2 separate regions of the Rattus norvegicus genome follow, and region 1 is linked to region 2. Evidence: chromatin contacts called from public Hi-C data. All regions are on one chromosome and are shown on one strand. The core of a region is the stretch at or near the end of the contact, and the rest is flanking DNA. Distances in the headings are between cores, read along the strand shown. Region 1 has its middle 7.0 kb from the start of Lmntd1. Region 2 has its middle 68 kb from the start of Lmntd1.

The links. Hi-C and Micro-C count contacts between places; a contact is called where the count stands out from the background.
Region 1: a contact with region 2 is called in a Hi-C map of liver, with 3 times the contacts expected there. The contact joins two enhancer-like sites. A contact is called at or near these places in 7 of 12 Hi-C or Micro-C datasets (the A7r5 cell line, the Rat2 cell line, Schwann cells and 3 more).

Annotation. Positions count from the first base shown.
Region 1 is chr4:180,132,254-180,136,419 of GRCr8, reverse strand. It overlaps a transcript of Lmntd1 not described here. Among named protein-coding and RNA genes, the nearest start is that of Lmntd1, 7.0 kb to the right of the region's middle. Within about 2 kb of position 2,404, at least 17 of the 93 cell types and tissues checked have an H3K27ac peak or open chromatin away from gene starts, as enhancers often do.
Region 2 is chr4:180,057,622-180,061,387 of GRCr8, reverse strand. No RefSeq gene overlaps it. Among named protein-coding and RNA genes, the nearest start is that of Lmntd1, 68 kb to the left of the region's middle. Within about 2 kb of position 1,772, at least 6 of the 93 cell types and tissues checked have an H3K27ac peak or open chromatin away from gene starts, as enhancers often do.

The DNA.
Region 1 (4,166 bases), core at 1,155-3,654, 74 kb before region 2:
GTTTGAGGGCTCTCAGTTCAGTTACAGATATGTCTGATACCCAATTGTAGAATTTCCCCACCCAATTTCAAACAAAGAGTCATGACATGACTTCATCCTCTTCTCTTGGCCTGTATACTTACCAAATCTATGGCCGACTTCATTCGTCAAAAGAAACAACGATTTTGGCATAGGGCAGTAGAGTTTCATAAAGTAAATATTTCAGTTAGGAAAGTAATCTTTTAAAAATTTTGATTATTTGCATTCTGTCCGTTTTAGCAAATAAGGACCCCATGTATTTACAGATATTTTTTCTGGCTCTGGAGAAGTGAATACACAGTACACAAAGTCCATGCCTTTGATTTCACAGGATCACGGTAGACAGAGATAGAACTGAAACGGCAGCTGTAGTCAGAAGTGTCCACAATATTTAACACTAAACAAGCAGCAGCCAATCAAGATGGGTCGTGGCTGTGCACACTGGTATACCAAAGTAAAAGCTGATTGATCGGTCAGCTTTGTCAGTACATAAGGACACGGAAGGAGGTGGGAGGGAGGCCTGGAGCTATCCTGCTGTCTTGATTGACATTGCTACTGCTGCGATGAAACGCCACTGAGCAAAGCACCTTGGGGAGGAGACTCCTCATTCTGCTTAAGCGTCACATCTCAGTTCATCTTCATCGTCAAAGCACATCAGGCAGGAACTCAAACTGCTCGAGAACTTAGAGGCAGGAGCTGCTGCAGAGGCCATGGAGGGGTGCTGCTCACTGCCTGGCTCCCCATGGCTAGCTCAGCCTGCCTTTTCATAGAGCCCAGAATGACCAGCTCAGGTATGGCAGCACCTACGATGGGCTGGACCCTCCCACATCAGTGACTAATTAAGAAAACACCTGTGGTGGTTTGAACATGCTTGGCCCATGAGGAGTGTCACTGTTAGGAGGTGTGGCCTTGTTGGATGAAGCGTATCACTGTGGGGATGGGCTTTGAAGCTCCACCCATGGGGAAGGTCAGTTTTCTCCCCGATTGCAGTCAGATCAAGATGCAGAACTCTCAACTCCTCCTGCGCCATGCCTGCCTGGCTGCTGCAATGTTCCGGCCTTGATGATAATGGACTGAACCTCTGAACCTGTAAGCCAGCCCCAATTAAATGGAGCAGAGACTAAAAGAATGGCCATTCATAGCCTGCCCCACCCACCTGGGGATCCAGTCCATATACATACAGCCACCAAACCCAGACAACATTGCTGATGCCAAGGAGTGCTTGCTGACAGGAACTTGATACAGCTGTCTCCTGAGAGGCTCTGCCAGAGCATGACAAATACAGAGGCAGATGCTCTCAGCCAACCATTGAACTGAGAATGGGGTTCCTATTGGAGGAGTTAGAGAAAGGATTGAAGGAGCTGAAGGGGTTTGCAACCTCATAAGAACAACCACACCAACCAACTAGAGCTCCCAGGGACTAAACCACTACCAAAGACTACACATGGACAGACCTATGGCTCCAGCTGCATATGTAGCAGACCATGGCCTTGTTGGGCACCAATAGGAGGAGAAGTCCTTGGTCCTTCCAAGGCTGGATCCCCCAGTGTAGGGGAATGTCAGGGCAAGGAGGCTAGAAGGAGTGGGTGATTGGGTGGGGGAAAGGGGATAACATTTGAAATGTAAATAAAAATATCCAATAAGATGTATTGTATGGAAGAATTAAATCTATTTTCAATTAAAAAAATGTCCTTTATAAGAGTAGCTGTGGTAATGGTGTCTGTTCACAGCAGTGGAAACTCTACCTCAAACAGAGGCCTTGGCCATGGTGTCTCTTCACAGCCGTGGAAACCCTAACTAAGACAATGCCTGCAGGCTTGCCCACTTGCCTACAGCCCTATCTCATGCAGACATTTTCTCAATTGAGCTTCCTTCCTCTCCGATGACTATAGCTTCTGTCAGGTTGACACAGAACCGTCCTGCTAACCTGCTGTGGTTAGACCACAGGACTCTGAGAAGTAACAGCCTGTCAGGATGAAGCCCTCCAGCCAGGTCAGAAAGCGTAGAAGACACACTGGCAGTTTTCCCTCAGTCTTTGGGCATCAGAGAACTTGAGCCATTCTGTCAATGCTTTAGATCCCTCTGCTGGCTGCATCGTGGCATGTGCCCTGGGGTGGGAAAGCTCAGAGGATCCTGACAGGGTCTGGAGAGAAATACCAAGTGCCTGCAAAGGTGTTGTTGCAAAGAGAAAACAGAAGAAGGGCTGTTTGGAGAGCACACGGAGCTGGTCGAGATCATCAAGGAGGAGAAGAAAGAGTCAAAACAGACACAAAGCTCTTGGCTTGAGAAGCCTGGCTGGTTCTTACTAAGTGAGCAGACAGGGGCAGCAGCGTCCTCGGGATGCTTGAAAAGTGAGGTAATTGGTTTGAGGCACAGCGAGTCATGCTGAACACCCAGATGGAGAAGTCAAACGGGCAAGTGGAAATACTTAAGATGAGTAAGAGAACAAACACAGCCTGGGTAGTCAGCTCACTGGATTCTACCTCTCTCTCTCTCTCTCTCTCTCTCTCTCTCTCTCTCTCTCTCTCTCTCTCTGTGTGTGTGTGTGTGTGTGTGTGTGCTCATGTGTCCTCATGTGTGCTCATGTGTGTCTGTCTGTGCTCATGTATGTGTGCACACTCGAGAGTATGTGTGTACCCATGCATCTGTGTACTTGACAGGAAATCCACAGCCCAGGGAGAAATGTTCTGCGATGAAAACCAGGGCCTGGGTGAATGGCTGGTCTGGACTTAGGGCTGCTCATCAGCCTCATGTGTGTCCAAAGGTCAGAAAGAGGAGGCCAAGCAGATCTCCCCATGTTACGTCAGTGGAACTAAAGTGTTATTGTCCAACTGAATCCACAGATCACACATTTTGTGAGTGATGTGTTCAAGATTGAGGTTGTCTCATGTGGACTTAGATGTACTGGACCACGAACCAGCAAGATGAAAGCGGGTCTGCCATTTCTCTGGAGACTTGGTTTGCAGTTGTGAAGCCCATGACCACGTGATGGTTACATAGCAGGCAGCACACACAGTTACATAACTCCAGCACAGGCGTGGATCCTGGCAACGAGGGGCAACTGTCAGAGTCTGAATCAGTGTCAGTCTCAAACCGTGGCATTGCTTCACACAGTGAGAGGCCCTGGGACACAACCCCATACTGGCATGGTTCTGCATTAAGCGGAGTCGCACACAAATGAAATATATTACAGTCAGCAGTAGTTCAGCATTACAGAGCTCCCCCATTTGCACAGGGCTGCATCGGCACGCCTGTTTGATATCTTAAGATCAGGGTCTAAAGTCACACTCAACACACCTCCAACTTTTCCTTGGTTGCCTGGTCCTGACCAGGATTCCTAGAGACTGGAGAGGACAACCACGTCATCCATCAGCTGACTTGGCCACCCTCTTACCTTCTGGTGTCCCTTCCTTTAGGAATGTGGAGCTGTTGCTGTCTCTGCCCAGTGGCTACCACTGCCCTCTGCATACCTTTATCATCCTGTCCTCTGCACACCTGTATCACATCTGCCCCCTGCACATCTGTATCACACCTGCCCTCTGAACACTCCCACACCTGCCCTCTGCACACCTGTATCACACCTGTCTTCTGCACACATGTATCATACATCTGTATCACACATGCCCTGTGAACACCCCCACACCTGCCCTCTGTGTATTCCACATCTGCCCTCTGCACACCTGTATAACACATGCCCTCTGCACACCTTTATCACACCTGCCCTCTGCACACCTGTATCACACTTGCCCTCTGCACACCCCTCACACCTGTCCTCTGCACACCTGTATCACACCTGCCCTCTGCACACTTGTATTATCCTGCCCCACTATGATGTCACTGTTCTTCCATTTAGGGTAATGCCACATTCTCAGTCATGTCAAGCCACTTGATCAGTGTTCCCATATGGTCTGTGTGTGTGTGTGTGTGTGTGTGTGTGTGTGTGTGTGTGTGTTTGTACATGGATGCATGGACATATGTGTCCATAGTGTAAAACATGTGCTAGTGCAGACGAGCCACTTTCTGTTGTCCCTTGTGAGATAGGAACAGAACCTTAGCATGTGGACAAACAGGGCAAGAAGCCGTGGGTCAGCAGACAGAAGGTTGAGTCCCCAAGGGTCGGAGAGAAGTAGTTTCTCAAGTCACCACAA
Region 2 (3,766 bases), core at 523-3,022:
AATCATTCTGGGAATGAGAGATCCTTAAGGCAATATGAGCGTAATAATATGGGGTAATGGTGGTGTTTTCCTGCTGTTCGGACATCAGAACCTCTGCCCCTAGACTCTTGAATTTCTACCAGTGTCCACTGGGTATGAAGCCTTGAGCTTCAAGGTATAGCCTTACACTGAGGAGGCCAGGCTGACACCATGACAGGTTTCAAATTGGCAGCCTATGAGACTAGACCTAAGAACTGGGCAAGTCCAGGCTTGGATTAAAAAAAAAAAATTTAAAACCCCAGGCTTCAGGCAGCTATTCAGTCCAGCTAGCTCAAAGCAAGAACAACAGGTCAGCAAGTTTCCAGACCTTCCCAGTAACAGGTTCCAGCCCCCATCTCCCAGTAATGAAATGCCCTTAGAGACTGACTAAGATAAAGGTCACCTACCCCAGAATCCCCTAACGTTCCTGTGGGCTCATTTGATGTCTCTCCATTTTAGAATGAGGGACCCCCCCCTGCACGCTGGTCTTCTGCAGAATAAAACGTCCCTTACTTTTGCATGCTATTTCATTCTGGGGTATCATTCTTCGGCAAACAGCAGACCCTCATGACATCACTGGTTCTAGGGCCTTATGCTTGCACTGAGCCATGCTATGTGCATCTCTGGGGGATTCCCAGAGTGCAGACAGCTGTTGTGGGACCTCTCAGCCTCAGTGGTTGTGTAAACCAACTCCCCCATGAAATGCCCTCTCACGTGTCTGCCTTCCTGCCTGCCTCTCTAGGGAACAGGGCTGACAGAGATTTGGAACCGGGAAAGAGCGTGCCTCCATATGTCATCTCCACACAGTGGGAGAGTTTGTACAGGAAGGCTGGGGTAACCGGAGTGGACTAACTACTTAATGGGGAAGGACAAAACATTTAAAGCTAATTGCTGTTGGTACTGTGAGGGGAAAAAATGGCTTAATTACAGGGACCAAGGAATAACTAGACTCTCCAATACACACTTTAAAAATCTGCAGAGCCCAGGCCTCTCCAGGTGAAAGGACGAGGCCCTGAAGACTATGGAGCCCGGAGTCTTCCCTACCAGAGTGATCCAGAAAAGCGTTCCACAGAAAAGCAAGCGCACACCTCTTTAGTCAATGGCGGCCCTTTTACAACTCTCCCCACTGTGGGGTGAGGGCCGGAAAGGCAGCTTGGCAATATCAAACTCTTGCACTGTCAGATCCCAGCAGCCACTGAGGCAGCGTACGGCCTCCCGTAACTCCAGCTCCAAGGGACCTGACACCTTCTGGCTTCTGCTGACATCTGAACGTGCACACGCGTACACACACGCACCCACACACACATGCACGCACGCATACACAAATAATAAAAACCTTTTTTAAAAGATGAAAAAATGGTCGCCATTTTTTTTAAAGAGATCCTATCCACAGAACCCATGCCCCTCTGGCTCTAAACACACCTGGTGCTCTGTGAATCAATGGCCAAGAGAAGGAAATGCTTCTCTGTCACAGGCTGACTGGGAGACTTTGTGAGACTTTGTGGAAGAAAGAAGATCCGTTGAATTCTTAGTCCATAATGAGAGATTTAAGAGTTAGGCGTGATCAAGCCTAGCAGTGAATTCCAGAATGTAACCAACGAGGTTCACCTCTTCTATCCAGCCCTGTGATTTGAAAGAGGATGCAGAATGAGGCCAGGTTTGATCAGGGTGGCGTGGCCAGACACAGAGTGCAGACAGGCCTGCCAGCCCGGTGCTTGCAGGACTAATGAAAACATCAGTTTAAAAGCGTGCGGTTGGTCGGCGTTCCTGCTGGCTGATGCAAGTCCCGGAGTTTTTAATGAGTTACAGCCGTACTTGCCTGAAGGAGGAAGTGAAGTTACAGACGGACTTGAAACTGATTATGTGCAGGGTAGGGTGGGCCGCTTTGAGACGGCGGGGGCGTTCCACTGATAGATCTATGGTCTGGTTATCAACATGTACTCGAAGGGCTTCACCGGCCTCAAAAGAACCCAGAACCTAGGATGGACAGATGGACAATTTTAACAGAAAATGATAATGTTGCTGTATATAAGTCAGAGGAGAATTTTTTTTTTAATAGCAACACATGAACGTGAGTATAAATGCACTCTCCAAGGACATCTGGCCTCTAAGCCAGACGTCTGAGAGCTGCAGGCCTTGACTCCCCAGAATTGAGCTGAAGAAAAGTCAGCATCAGGGAGAAGTTTTGACACAGGCGGAAATTAACCCGCAATCCAACACGGAACGGAGCTGAGGTGTTTCTGACAAAACTCACGTGTGCTGTACGGAGAACCTTCATTAAGGCCTTAGTGCTGTCCGCACAGCTCTCACCTCAAAGAGAACAAGAGGTAGTTTATCCTAGAGCCAAATCTGTGTGGCCATGGCCTGGAAACGATTTAGACAACCCCCAAATCCAATGTCCCAATGCAAAAGGAATTTCATGGAGACACCCTAAATACACTACGTAGGCGGTCATGAGGAAGCACAGAAGTCTCAGCTTTAGGCTTAGCTGCTCTCTGACCACCCCGGGCTGTTTCATTGGAAGAAAATTGGGAGTTTGCTAAGTGAATACATTCCTGAAGGATTTGATTTGTATGTAATCAGGACATTAGCGGGGGAGGGGTGAATGGCTACTTTGCAGGCTAAAGGTCACCTAAGATAAATGTAATTAGGTTCCAGACCTGCAACATTCCAACTCCCCCACAGTCCTTGAGTCTCAGCAGCCGCTCAGTCAGCCTCCACAGACCCAGTTAACACACAACAGCGGCGCTTTGTGCCACACACCACACGGCTAACGGACACCTCGCCAAGGACCCATCTCAGGTTTAAAACTATCATATGTTACAAACCGTCGTGTTCGACTGTCTGTATGAAGCTTTCTCTTATGGAAGCACAAGAGTCTAATTATGGAAAAAAAGACTTCTCAGGCTTCCTACCTCGGAGCGTATCAAACTGTATTAAACTAAACAAACAGCACATCCACTCCAGTAATGCGCAAACGATTCTGTCTGTAATGAATGGTAAAATTATATATGATTCAAAGAACTGTCTCCAAAATCTGACGACTTACTATAAGTGAGCATTTGATTTATATTCCTGTTTTACCTACTTATACACCCAGGGCGGCTTAAGTTCCTCTGACAAGAAAGGGTCACAGGCAGAAAACATTGACGAAGCCCTGCTCTGAGGAAGGTAGGTGGACACGCGTTTGAAAAGATCCTCCTACCAAAGAATGTGCTGGAGACACAATCCTGTTCCCCAGAGCTGTAAACCCAACAGCACTCCCAGACGGCCTCCTGACAGCCTTCCTCAGTCCTTCATACACAGTCAAGGACGTTCCAGAAACTTCCCTCACGCTGTGTTTTACTTGCAGTCAAGCCCTGGTCAAAGACGCTTCCAGTCAAACCTGGATGGATTCTGGAGCCTTTTCCAGCCTCCCACAGATCTTCCCCCATTACCTCTCATCAAAGGTTGGAGAACGAAAGCCCACAGGAATGAAATCAAGTCTGCGGCTGGCTTGGGATGCCCCATAGACTCAGCTTCACTTTGTGATTTTAATGCTGGGTGGGTGATAGACATATGGCCCATGGTGCTTAAAATAGTTTTGCCTTTAGCCCCAAATATTCATTGACCCTTGTTTCTTACAGTGATGGCTTACTCCCATACAAATATCAGCCTATTTCATCTACCTTGCCATCCTCAGCTGAGAGGAGGGTTCTGGCTACTAACAGGTGTGGTGGCATAGGAGGGAACAGACAGCCTCGTGGAG